Linked DNA regions of Ovis aries: region 1 is linked to region 2. A link is a contact called in public Hi-C data. All regions are on one chromosome and are shown on one strand. The core of a region is the stretch at or near the end of the contact, and the rest is flanking DNA. Distances in the headings are between cores, read along the strand shown. Region 1 holds the start of KCNB1 (potassium voltage-gated channel subfamily B member 1). Region 2 overlaps LOC132657581 (a long non-coding RNA gene).

Region 1 (6,974 bases), core at 3,766-6,265, 150 kb before region 2:
CTATGTCCAGTTCTAACTGTTGCTTCCTGACCTGCATACAGATTTCTCAAGAGGCAGGTCAGGTGGTCTGGAATTCCCATCTCTCTCAGAATTTTCCACAGTTGATTGTGATCCACACAGTCAAAGGCTTTGGCATAGTCAATAAAGCAGAAATAGATGTTTTTCTGGAACTCTCTTGCTTTTTCCATGATCCAGCAGATGTTGGCAATTTGATCTCTTGTTCCTCTGCCTTTTCTAAAACCAGCTTGAACATCAGGAAGTTCACGGTTCACGTATTGCTGAAGCCTGGCTTGGAGAATTTTGAGCATTACTTTACTAGCATGTGAGATGAGTGCAATTGTGCGCTAGTTTGAGCATTCTTTGGCATTGCCTTTCTTTGGAATTGGAATGAAAACTGACCTTTGCCAGTCCTGTGGCCACTGCTGAGTTTTCCAAATTTGCTGGCATATTGAATGCAGCACTTTCACAGCATCATCCTTCAGGATTTGAAACAGCTCAACTGGACTTCCATCACCTCCACTAGCTTTGTTCGTAGTGATGCTTTCTAAGGCCCACTTGACTTCACATTCCAGGATGTCTGGCTCTAGATTAGTGATAACATCATCATGATTATCTGGGTCGTGAAGATCTTTTTTGAACAGTTCTTCTGTGTATTCTTGCCACCTCTTCTTACTATCTTCTGCTTCTGTTAGGTCCAGACCATTTCTGTCCTTTATCGAGCCCATCTTTGCATGAAATGTTCCCTTGGGATCTCTAATTTTCTTGAAGAGATCTCTAGTGTTTCCCATTCTGTTGTTTTCCTCTGTTTGTTTGCATTGATCGCTGAAGAAGGCTTTCTTATCTCTTCTTGCTATTCTTTGGAACTCTGCATTCAGATGCTTATATCTTTGCTTTTCTCCTTTGCTTTTCACCTCTCTTCTTTTCACAGCTATTGAATCTGGAGCCAGAGTAAGAACTTTGCAGGAGTCAGGCCACTGGGAGTGATGAATCTGAATGACATGGAATTTCTAGCCTTGGGCTTGCAGAGGACTCTCCCTTGTCAGAGCCCTGTGACTGTGAAATTGCCCGGCCATTCCCACTGCCACCATCTCAGTCCAAACTGCATTATCTTTGACCTGGACAATTGTGGAAGCCTCATGATGTGTCTTCCTGCTGCTACCTTTTGTCCCCCAAATTCTGTAAAGCACACAGCAGCTAGAAGAATCACCACAAAATATATAGCAGCACATGGATCTTCTCTGCTTAAAACTCTATCATGGCTTCCCCTTACGTTTAAGAAAAAGGCCAAACTCATTCCTTAACCTTGAGAATAAAATTCCAACAGAGATCTGCCTGGCCTGATCCCATCCACCTCTCTAACCTCTTTTCCCAAATTCATTTCTACTTTAGGACTTTTGCTCTTTCTGTTTCCCCTGCTTGTGCCTCCTTCCCTAGAACTTCACATGGTTGTCTTCTCCCTGCCCTCAGGTTCTCACCTTAGATATATCACCTCCTCCAGGAAGCCCTCCCTGCCTTATCACCCTATCTAAATTTGCTGATGCCTCTTCCAGTCATGCTCTCTCTCACTTCCTCTCACTTCTTTTTCTTCACCGCATTTCTCACTATTCAAATAATCTGGCTTATTCATTCACTTGTTCATTAACTGTATCCCCCACTAGAATAAAAACCTGTGAGTATAGAGCCTGCCTGATTTAGTCTCACTGTATCTCCAGTGTTTAGAGTAGTTGCTGTTTAGTCATTAAGTTGTGTCTGACTCTTTGTGACCCCTTGAAGTGTAGTCTGCCAGGCTTCTCCATCCATGGGATTTTCTAGGCAAGAATACTGGAGTGGGTTGCCATTTCTTTCTCCAGGGGATCTTCCCTACCCAGGGATCAAACCCACGCCTCCTGCGTTGACAGACAGATTCCTTACCACCGAGCCACCAGGGAAGCCTGTTAACCTGGCACATAACGTAGTAGGTGCTCATTAATTACTGGCTGAGAGAATAAAATTTTCAGACTGGGAAATACCTTTGCCTTCTATTAAATTGATCTAAGGTTTATCGACCTTTACACTATTGACATTCAGGGCTGCAGAATTCTTTATTGTGGGGCTCTGACCTGGGCACTGGAGGATGTTTAACCGCATCTGCGGCCTCTACCTACAAGAGGATGGCATCTGGGACACGGATCATGATAATGGAGATGACGAGAAATGAACCGATTAAAATATATAATAATATTATGTGCAACTATGTGAAAATGAATCTTAACTTTAGAAATGAAGGAAAGGGTCTGGGTGGTGGGGGGGACTGTGCCTTAGGGCACTGTGGCTTGTTCAGTTTTTGCTCCAGCGCAAGGGGCTCACTGCTGTGTCGGCAGCATCCATTTGCTTACCAGGCAGGAGATATGTATTTGAAAGAGCAGACAAGTGGGGATTTCCCTGGCAGTCAACTGGTTACGACTTCGCCTTCCAGTACAGGGAGTGCAGGTTCCATCCGCGCCCTGGGAGCTAAGATTCCATATCCCTCACGGCCAAAAAACATAAAGCAGAAGCAATACTGCAACAAATTCAATAAAGACTTTTTAAATGGTCCACATTTTAAAAATCTTTAAGCAAAAGAAAAGAGTAAACATGGGGGCCCAACTGTGGCATCCTTAGGGCGGCCTTGCTCACTTCTCTAGGTAAGTTATTCAACACTTTTATTCATTTCTGGAGATTATTTGATCCATCCATTCTCCCCCACTGGACAGGGAGCTCCAGGGAAGGACATATTCCTTGCTGAGCCTGGCATAGGACCCGGCACACAAGAAGCTCTCAAAACCAATTGTCCAAAGTAACATGAATGAATGAATCACCAAGGTTTATAAGCTAGCTTACCCCTCACTCTCTCTTCCCACCACCTTGCTTTATTTCTCTTCTTAGCAGTTACCACCAGCTGCCACGCTGGATATTTATTTGTTAATATACTCATTGCTCACCTTCCCCCACTAGAATCTAGAATTCATTTCTAGAATTAGAGTTTAGAGTCTAGAACGAAAGCGTATGAAACCAAGGGCTATTTAAAATTGCAATTCTCCCCACTCACTCCATCTCCCCTCCCTCCTCACCCCCCATCCCCCATTCCCTTTCCTCTGACATATTCTTTGACTTTCTTGGTTTTGATATGCTTCCAACCAGCTCCACAAGGGCTGGATGTTTGCGTTTGGTTTACAGCTCTATGTCAGACGCTTATCTCAGGACCTTGCATAGAGTAGGCACTCAAGCCACACTGATGACTGGATGAAGGAAGGTGGAATTGAGAGGCAGGCAGTCTTTAGGGGCACATCCATTGCCCAAATCCGTAACCCGCCCCCAGCCTCACCAACCGGCCGGGCCGGGCAGGCAGGAGTTAAGCGGCGCGCACGCTTCCAACCCGCAGGTGGCGCCGTCCCGCCTCGGTGCCCGACTCCGGGCACTCAGAAGTGCGGGACAGAATCGCAGCGAGCGCGGAGCCAAGCTCAGCCCCGACTTGTTGATCTCGCCCAAGCAGCCGCCACCGCTGCCGCGGGAGCAGAGGAGGAGGAGGTGGATCGCGAGGCGCCGCCCGACCTCAGTCCTGCCACCCGCGCGCCCAGCGCCCGCCCGCGCGCCCAGCGCCCGCCCGCGCCCCCAGCCTCGGAGAGTGCGCTCCGGCCCCGCAGCGCCTTGCAGCTTCGGCGCGTCGCCTGCCCGGCCGGCGTAGGCCGGGCCCAGCCCGGCCCCGGGTCCGCCGCTGCCCACGGGCGGGGGCGCCCGGGCGACCGCGGCAATGCGCGGTCCCTGGCCCTGGGAGGCGGCCACCCTGGGGGTGAGTGTTGGGGCGCGCGGCGGGGACGCAGGGGTCCCAGGAGATGGGGCTCGCTTGTCTCGGTTCGGCCTGTTGGTCTACCCAGGCTCCGCGGTTTCAGGCTGGGCGGTGGGGGGAGGGATGGGGGGGCAAGAGCCGGGGCTAGGGGGAGACGCGCGATCCTCATTCTTGGGTGAGGGGGTAGGGCGTGAGCTTCACATGCCTAGGGGCTCAGAGGAACCCTGAGATCACCAGTGCGCGGAGGGAGGAGGGCTCGTTTTGAAAAGGCCAGAAAATTCAGCTCCTTTCCCCGCCTCCCACCTCCCCCACCCCTTCCCTTCCAAGCCCCGGGAAAGGCGCAGAACCCGGAGTTATAAAAAGCCATCGCAGGAAAGGAGCGAGCAGGAGGAGGAGGTGGAGGAGAAGGAGAAGGGGGCGGGGAAGGAGCTAGGGGAGGACGGGCCAGGTGGGTCCCCCCGACTTTGTGGGCCAGCCCCCGCCGTGGGGCAGGGGGCGCGGAGGGAGGGGCAGGACCCGGCGCAGAGCTTGGCTTTGCGTCTTCAGTGTTCACCTCGTCTCCGGAGAGACCTCAAGAGGTGCTCCCGTGTGGCTTGGGGAGAGGGGTCGCTCCAGGACAGTGGGGCTGTCGTGACTATCCGGTCTGTTGTGACCGACAGGTGGGCACCTGAAACGCTCCAGAATTCCCCCAAATATTTAAAGGTTTAGAAAAAGCAATCCCCCTGTCACCGCCCCGCCGCCTCCCCCCCCGCCCCAGCCTTCAAATCCTAATTATCTCGGAGCAGGGGAAGGAAAAGATAAGTATTTTTTTGAAAAAAGAAAAAAAGTTTTTTCATTCAGCTGCCCTCCTCTCCGCATGGCGGGGCCAGGTGCGGCCCTCGACGGGGAGACCCACAGAAAAGCGAGTTTCAGCACTCGACGGGGCGGACAGCGCCCCAGGCGGCAGAACAGAGCCAGGGCGGCGGAAGGCCCGGGGTGGGGCCTCCCGGGTCCCCCCGGCGCCTCTTGGGGGCCCTCTCCCCGCTCCGGAGGGCGGCCCCTCCCTCCAGCCACGGGGTGGGGCGGACTTCAGCACCGGCGGGAGGGACAGCGCCCAGCCCGGCTGCGGCCCTGAGCCGCTTAAGCGCGGGGAAGGTCAAGGCCGGCAGGGGCCGGGGTGGAGAGGTGGGGAGGGGCCGCGCACAGCTCCTCGTCCGCTGACCTGCGTCCGCTTTCTGCCTCGCAGCCGTCGGGATGGAGGTGAGAAGACGGCCGTGACGCGCGCCCGCGCGGCCCCCTGCACCCCCAGCAGCCCAAAGCGCTCCCTGCCCCCCTCCCCCGCGGCGGCTGGCCTCGCCGTCCAGTGACAGCGGCCTGGGGGGGCAGGGGGGGCGGGGGCGGCCGGACCAGCGATGCCGGCGGGCATGACGAAGCATGGCTCCCGCTCCACTAGCTCGCTGCCACCCGAGCCCATGGAGATCGTGCGCAGCAAGGCGTGCTCGAGGCGCGTCCGCCTCAACGTCGGTGGGCTGGCACACGAGGTGCTCTGGCGCACCCTGGACCGCCTGCCCCGCACGCGGCTGGGCAAGCTCCGCGACTGCAACACGCACGACTCGCTGCTGGAGGTGTGCGACGACTACAGCCTCGACGACAACGAGTACTTCTTCGACCGCCATCCGGGCGCCTTCACCTCCATCCTCAACTTTTACCGCACCGGGCGGCTGCACATGATGGAGGAGATGTGCGCACTCAGCTTCAGCCAAGAGCTGGACTACTGGGGCATCGACGAAATCTACCTGGAGTCCTGCTGCCAGGCCCGCTACCACCAGAAGAAAGAGCAGATGAACGAGGAGCTCAAGCGCGAGGCAGAGACTCTCCGCGAGCGGGAGGGCGAGGAGTTCGATAACACGTGCTGCGCGGAGAAGAGGAAGAAACTCTGGGACTTACTGGAGAAGCCCAATTCCTCTGTGGCCGCCAAGGTGAGCGTGAAATCCGGGCGGTGCTGGGCTGGGGCGGGAGGAGGGGGGGTTGGTTCCGCCTGTGTGTCCAGATCGAGGACCACGGTTGAGGGACTGTGGCTTAGTTCCCACAAATATGAAGACCAGGAAAGAGAAAGGGCTGTGGCTGAGACCTCAGAGGTGAGAACCAACAACCCCTTCAGACTGTTCGTTCCTGTATGGCTCTGGCCACCTCATCCTTTTATTATTCAATACTTTATACCCCAGCTTTGCTGGAGAAAAGGCTTTGTGGAGACTTACGAAAACCCACATCAAAAGAATGGACACTGCAAATAACGGGGCACAGAGGGACAATAAAGCCTCGAGATGGAGTAGAGTTGGGTTAGGTCTGTTCTACATAATGCTCCCTTGTGGATGCCTAGACCCAGGCTAGAGGAGAGTCACACTGCAATTTTAATACTTATCCCTATATTTATAACCCCACTTTGCTCCAAGGAGGGAATGAAGCAGCTTACAGACCTACTTGGAGGACACTGAGATACTGTGAGGCAGTTTTAACATAAGTGAGAAAAATGAGGCAAAGGGACTCTGAGGGATGGGTATGTGTGTGCATGATGCATGCAGCTGGTTATGGATGCCTGTGGGCGAAGGATCACCCCTGGTTTGCTCTGTCTTCATTTATTTGGTGAATTGATTCCCAGAATGCTTGATGCAGCTGCTAAAGATGCTTTGGCTATCGGAAGAAGATGTAAATTTTGAAATAGGGGAGAAAAAATGAGGCAATGTGAAAAAGAGAAAGCAGGAGAAAGAGGCAGGAATGGGTCTCATCACAATGGATAGAACTATGTGCTGCCAGGTTAAAAAAAAATGGGGGCTGTAAGGGATGAAGGCTTGGGGTGCGAGCCAGAGCAGGGCAGGAGGTCATTTGCTGATGAGCAACTTGTCTGTGTTAGGCTGGGACTCGGGGATGCCTCAGAGAGATGGGGGCCTATCTTCACGTGGCCAAGGTGCTGGAGGTTGCAAGGAAATGACAACACACTGTGTGGAGTGCCACAAAAGAGGCCCTGCGGGGCCCAGAGGGGGCCAGAAAAGAGGGGCGTTAAGGTCAGAACCCAGGAGGACCGAGCTGGGAAAGATACGTTGAACATAACTTGTTCCTGGAGAGCAGGGCCAATAAGACAGGGGAAGAACAGGTAAATGTATTCATGGCAAAAAGAAAAAGAGGGAAGGAG
Region 2 (6,678 bases), core at 3,176-5,675:
GGTTCAATTAGGACTGATCCCTCTCTAGCCCTAGGATGCACCTATTGGCCAGTCCCAGCCAATCAGAGCCCACTGCCCTACCAGTTCAGGGATGGGCATGTAAGACGAGCCAGGTCCATAAGCAAGTGACGCCAGGAGTTTAGCCGGAGCTACGGCTACTGGAAATGAGAAGTTCTCTTCCACTCGGCAATACTAAACTGGAAGGAAGAAACCCAAGAGATGATGGTATCCATCTCCCACCCCAAGGTGCCTGCCTAAGGAAAGAGCCGAACAGAGGAGAGGAGGGCCAAAGGGTAGCGATCAGACAGCTCCAACCTCGCAGGCCCTGGATCTAGCCACACCTGAAGGGAAATCTATCCTGAATATTTTAATTACATGTGTAGATAAATTTCCATTTTTGCCAAAGTTGACTGAGTTCTGTCACTCATCAACCCACCCCCCACCCCCCCCCCCCACCACACACACACACAAAGGGCCTTGACTCAAAGTGCTTAGGTGTAGGGCAAGGCTCCATGAACATCACACTACAGGCTTCCCACCTTCATCTCCAAATCATTTCTGATTTTTTAAGCTTTTTTTCTCTTATTGGCATAGCCACATGGCATGTAGGATCTTAGTTCCCCAACCAGGAATCAAAACCATGCCCCCTGCCCTGGAAGTGCAGAGTCTTAACCACTGGACCACAAGGGAAGTCCTTTTATTTTATTCTTAATTTTTTTGGTATTGGTTGGATGGAGATACTTCCCCCTCCTCTGGCAGAGTCCCTGACTCCGTACAAACTCCTGCTGAAACTAGGGGTAATGAGTCAAATCCATTTCATCTGCCTTCACTGATCAAGGCTTTGCGTGCCCTCCAAGCAGCAAGCAGCCTAAGACATAAGAAGCTGGACTCCATTGTTTTCCAGGAACTTGGAGTCAGCTGTGTCTAGCTCACGCTGAGCCTCTTAAGACGGAACAAGATGGGACCACCGACCCTCCAACTGGACATGTGTGAGTGTTCCCTTGGTGACCCTTTGATTCTAGAGGGTCAAAAACTCCACCCGCAGATGGTGCTAAGCAGCTTCATCTTTCAGCATACAGAGGCCCGGAGCTTGGCTGCACCTGCACAGAACAATGATGGCACCTTTTTCCAATCTCCCTTCCCCACCCTCCCCATGCTCAGAGCCCCCTCCCACTTTATTCTTTATCCCATAAATACTCCAAAGCTCCTGGCCTTGCAGGAGGCAGATCTGAGGCTGGCGTCGTCTTTGTGCTTCGTGCACGCTTAGATGTCTCAGCATCGTGGCCTGCTGTGTGTGGGCAAAACGAAGCTAGTTCAGTGACATGGGCACCTACTCCAAAGGTGTGCCCAAGGGAAACATCCCCTTTCACAGCACCCGTCCCCCAGTGTCCCCACCACAGCCTCTAACTTCTTGTTCAGTCAAGAGCACAGGCTTTGGCATCCAGTTCAAACTCCAGCTCCAACTTTTCCTAACAATGAGGCCTTGTACAGGTCACCTGACTTTCCTGAGCCTCAGTTTCCCCTTCTATAAAAGGAAGAAAGATCATCCACCTCCCAGAATCCCAGAAAGTTAAAAGAGGTATCACTACTTAAGGGTTGGTTTTTCAACAGTATCTATGAAGGACTCCAGAACATTTATACTACGGAGCCCAGGCATCTCAGACACTGAGCCTGCTCAGGAAGACAGCAGCTAAACACTGCAGCCACGAAATTAAAAGACGCTCCTTGGAAGAAAAGCTATGACAAACCTACACAGCATATTAAAAAGCAGAGACATTACTTTGCCAACAAATGTCCATATAGGCAAAGCTCTGGTTTTTCCAGAAGTCATGTATGGATGTGAGAGTTGAACTATAAAGAAGGCTGAGGGCCAAAGAATTGATGATTTCGAACTGTGGTGCTGGAGAAGACTCCTGAGAGTCCCTTGGACTGCAAGGGGATCAAACGAGTCAATTTCAAAGGAAATCAACTCTGAATATTCATGGGAAGGACTGATGCTAAAGCTGAAGCTTCAATACTTTGGTCACCTGATACAAAGAGCCAACTAATTGGAAAGGACCCTGATGCTGGGAAAGACTGAGGGCAGGAGAAGGGGACAACAGAGGATGAAATGGCTGGATGGCATCACCAACTGGATGGACATGAGTTTGAGCAAATTCTGGGAGATGATGAAGGCCAGGGAGGCCTGGCGTGCTGCAGTCCATGGGGTCGAATGAGCGGCTGAACAACAACAAACACACAAAAGAAAATTTCCAAATAAAACGACCTCCCGTGGCCCAAACAAGCGTAGGGGCAGAGGCAGAGAAAGCCTGCTATTAGGGAACCTGACCTCAGTGTGAACTGCCTGACCGGTCAGCATCTCTTTCCCCTCCATCACCCTGGCTCCTCACCCCAGACGGACACACACAGGTGCTGCTGAAATGCTTGTCAGTGACTCACTGACACTCCCAGAGCTGGTGGGGGCAGACAGTGATTCCCAGGAGTGCCCAGAGTCCTGATTTAGGAAAGACGGTTGAGTAGCAGGAACATGTGGGCCAGTCCCTGCCCAGACCAGAGGGCAGTGGAAAGATACACCCCTCCCCCAACTCCATCCTCGGAGCTCCTGGGTCTAAACGCTGGGAGAACCAAGCCAGCACCCTTGCTAGAGGAGGAGCAGGAAGCCAGGACTCATCCACAGTTCTTTATGCACCTGAAGTAAGGGATTCGTCAGAGATGGTTTTACACGAACGCAGGACAGGGCAGGAAATAATTGACTAGAAGATGGACGAACTTTGAAAACATTCTGCTATGTGAAAGAAGCCGGCCGCGAAAGGCCATTTGTAGGATTCCATTTATATGAAATGTCCAGAACAGGCAAATCCACGGAAATAGAAAGTAGACTCGTGGTTGCTTAGGGCTGGAGGGCCTGATGAATGAAGGGTAACTGATGATGGTACGAGGCTTCTGTGGGGATGAAAAGGGTTCTACAATTAGATCAGGTTAGACGATTGTCTGAATATACGACAAAGACTGAATTATACACTTTGAGTGAATGGCATAATGTGAATTCTAGCTCAGCAAAGGTGTTAAAGGACATATTAATAACAATTGACTCCCAAGGGGAGAAAAACTGCTCCCTTTCAAGTCCCTTGTGATTCCTCTAATGGAGACTAGGCAAGGACCTCGTCTCCACTGGAACACGTGGCCCCCTCACTTCCTCTCACACACATGCTAGTGTCTCGTTTGGACAAGGAGACAGCAGGCTTCCCATTCGGCTCCTGGAAGGGCAGTGCCTCGCCAGACTTGTTTGCTTTCCGTTGTGTTTGTTTTTCTGATTGCCTTCTAATTATGGCAGCTGATTGTTCACCTGTTCATTTATTCGGTAAACATGGATTAAGCGTTATGGTGTGACAGACGCTATTCTAGCCACAGCGGACACAGCAGGGGAGAAGACCAAAACCCTTGCCCTCGTGGAGCTGATGTCCTGCTAGGGCAGAAAATCTGAGCAGCTGGTGTAGCTCATGGGTTTCAAATCCCCGCTCTGCCATTCATTGGCTGTGTGTCCTGGGGCAAGTAACTTAACCTCTCTGTGCCTCAGTTCCCCCACATGCAAAATGGGGGTAATAACTGCATCTAACTCAGGATACAATGAGTTAGTATGTGTAAAAGGCCGGGACAGTGCGTGGGACACTGTAGGTACTTAATAAATGTTTGCAATTATTATCTATTTTCATTTCTAGCTGCAATTTTTAAAAAAAATTCCTCTTTATACACAGAATGTAAGTATAGGGCCTCCCTGGTGGCTCAGAGTAAAGAGCCCGCCTGCAGTGCAAGAGGTCCAGATTCACCCCTGAGTCGGGAAGATCCCCTGGAAAAGGGAATGGCAACCCACTCTAGTATTCTTGCCTGGAGAATCTCATGGACAGAGGAGCCCAGCGGGCTACAGTCCACGCAGTCACTTAGTGTCAGACACGACTGAGTAACACACGCATGTAAGTATAAGCTTCCTTTTAAAATAAATTTATTTAAGTAAAGAAAGAGATGAAATGGAGAGTCAAAAAAATGGGGGGTATGGGTAAGGAAAATAGGGCAACCTTGAGAAGAGCGTATTTAGGAGAAGAAGTTTGGGAACCCCTGAACCAGAGAGAGATGGCAGTAAGGCTGTGATTCAGCGGGCACCCACTGGAAACACAAAGCTATTTTCAGTGTCAGCGTAAGGACAAGGCTTGTTCCTGCAGTCTCAGATGTGCTAATTTCTCCCCACTCCTTCGTCCTATCGCCTCCCAAGCCCTGAGGGTTTCCCTGCCACCCAAGGAGGCTTTGGAAAGAGGGGCTTGGACAGATGGGGTCACGGCTGCTAGATGAAGACAAAGCCGTGAACCTCGGGGGAGGAACAGTCTTGGAACTGCCCGCGTCTCTCCCAGCTCTCTTGGCAGCTGGGGTTGCCGGCCGCTTGCCACAGCAACAGCTGGTGCCTGCAAGACAGGGGGCTGTTTCAGTGGCGACATGACTCTCCTGGGCACCGGGGATATTGGCTTTCAGGGACCCCTTCTCCATGCAGAAATACTTCAAATCAAAATCTACAACTGCGTTGTATAATGATAAATAGAATCCGGGCTGGATTCCATATCACACCTTCATTTTTATTACATTTTATTTCTTCTGACTTTAACAGGTTCAAATTAAAGCATTTTTGTGGTGCCTAAAAGTATATGGGCCCTGGGTCCTATGCGTATTCTTTGCCTGATGGAGAAGTTGGCCTCAGACTGGCCGAAGAACGGCTGATCCTAGAGGCTACCCTGGGCAATCCAGACTGGACTCTTAGAGTCTGACAAGGTGATCCCCTCATATCCTTAGCCTCCCTGTGCCCCCTTCCCCTCCTGTTGGAAGGCAACAGAGTGGAGGAATTAAGAACAAAGGTTCCGGCATGTGAGTGGGGGTAGCTCGTGACCCAGCTACTAGGAGCTTCTGGCTCTTTGGTGAGTAGCAGACGTAACCATAGTGCTTCCCTCATGGCTCAGATGGTAAAGAGACTTCCTGCAATGCAGGAGACCTGGGTTTGATCCCTAGGTCAGGAAGAGACTCCAGTATTCTTAGTGGATACTGGAGAATTCCATAGACAGAGGAGCCGAGCCAGCTAGAGTCCATGGGGTCGCAAAGAGTCAAACACGACTGAGCAACTAACACACACAGAACCGTAATCTCTGCCCCTCTGAAGTGTTGGGAGGGTATGATGAGATGCAAAGTGAAAAAGCAATCATGACAATAATAACGAACCATTTCAGCCACAAGAACGAACAACCCAAGGCAACAAGGCCGTCACTCAGATAGACCTTGCAAGCCACATTCTGAGCAAAAGAAACTGAATTCTAAAAGGTACTTCCTGTATCATTTCATTTATGTGACTTGGGGGTAGGGGATTAAACTCTTATGTTTAGGTATCTGCACCAGGTTGACTAAAGCTATAAAGTAAACTGTACAACGGACCACCATAAAATCAGGATGATGGTCTTCTCTACGGGGAGGGAGGGACTGTGGTTGGGGGGTTCTGGGGAGACTGGGGGGCTAGCCAAATTCTATCCCATGCCTCGGTGCTGACTACCCAGATGTGTCCTCTTTGCAAACATTTATGAAACTGGTTCATATATATTTTAGCCAATTCTCTGTAGGTATGAAAAGCGAAAGTTTTAGTTGCTCAGTCATGTCTGACTTTGCGGCCTCATGGACTGTAGCCCGCCGGGCTCCTATGTCCATGTAATTCTCCAGGCAAGAACAATGGAGTGGGTTGCCATTTTCTTCTCCGAGGGATCTTTTCAACCCAGGGATTGAACCTGGGTCTCCTGCATTGCAGGCAGATTCTTTACTGTCTGAGCCACCAGGGAAGCCTCTGTAGGTATAATCCACATCTTTAAAAATGCAAAAGAATAACAGTAATAGCATAGTGAAATTGTGTTCTGTGCGAGGCACTGTTCTAAGCTTCTAAGCACAGTGCCTGGCACTTCATAGACACTTCACAAAGGACAGCACTTGAAGTTACCATTATTATTGCTATGCTCAGAATATAAGCTAGAACTAATGTCCCTTGTCGCCAAAGGGCTTGTGAGGCTTGAATAAGAGCTCACAGACAAAGCACCCTGTTGGAACACAGCGCACAGTGGGTGCAAGACCATGGTGGGTGTCCTTCTGCTTGTCCCAAACTCAGAGACCCTTCTCCTGCTGAATAAACCTTCCTGAACTCCCCCACCAGCAGGCTTACCCTCCCCAGGTCCCAGCCCTCTGCATGCCCACCCTCGCCAGCTGCCCATGGAAAGAATCTGGCTGGCAGTCCATCCCCATCCTCACTTTGCTCCTCCTTCTCTGCTGAGTCCTGCCTGGTGAGCTCATGCCCCAGTCAGACCTTCCGCCACCTGTTCTGTGGGCCTGGCCTGGCTGGGGTGGGGGCAGGCAGACATGCCTGTATCTGGAACAGCCCTGGCTCTGGTCTCCATCCCAGCCCATGATGCCTGGTAGAGGCAGGGGTTCCTAGGACCCTCATCTCAGCCTCACCAAAGTGCCATGTTCCTGGAGTATGTGCTTCCAAAAAGAGAGGTTTGGCATTAATCAGAGTTTCAGGGCTAGCAATGCTTATTCAAAGATGGATAGGTAAATTGAGGCTCTAATAAGTAAGTATCTAGCCCCCAAAATGAATCTCTAATGGTA

The links. Hi-C and Micro-C count contacts between places; a contact is called where the count stands out from the background.
Region 1: a contact with region 2 is called in a Hi-C map of hypothalamus, with 5 times the contacts expected there. The contact joins the promoter of KCNB1 here to the enhancer-like site in region 2. A contact is called at or near these places in 9 of 16 Hi-C or Micro-C datasets (blood, hypothalamus, liver and 4 more).

What each region holds. Positions count from the first base shown.
Region 1 is chr13:77,569,836-77,576,809 of ARS-UI_Ramb_v3.0, reverse strand. KCNB1 (potassium voltage-gated channel subfamily B member 1) reads left to right here and starts at 5,015. Exons shown (of 2, transcript XM_004014630.6): 1 at 5,015-5,763. The coding sequence starts at 5,197.
Region 2 is chr13:77,424,133-77,430,810 of ARS-UI_Ramb_v3.0, reverse strand. It overlaps LOC132657581 (a long non-coding RNA gene), which reads left to right. Exons shown (of 2, transcript XR_009595981.1): 2 at 905-4,687. Among named protein-coding and RNA genes, the nearest start is that of ZNFX1, 54 kb to the right of the region's middle. Within about 2 kb of position 4,425, at least 2 of the 54 cell types and tissues checked have an H3K27ac peak or open chromatin away from gene starts, as enhancers often do. A contact at or near this core is called in hypothalamus, where this site is marked.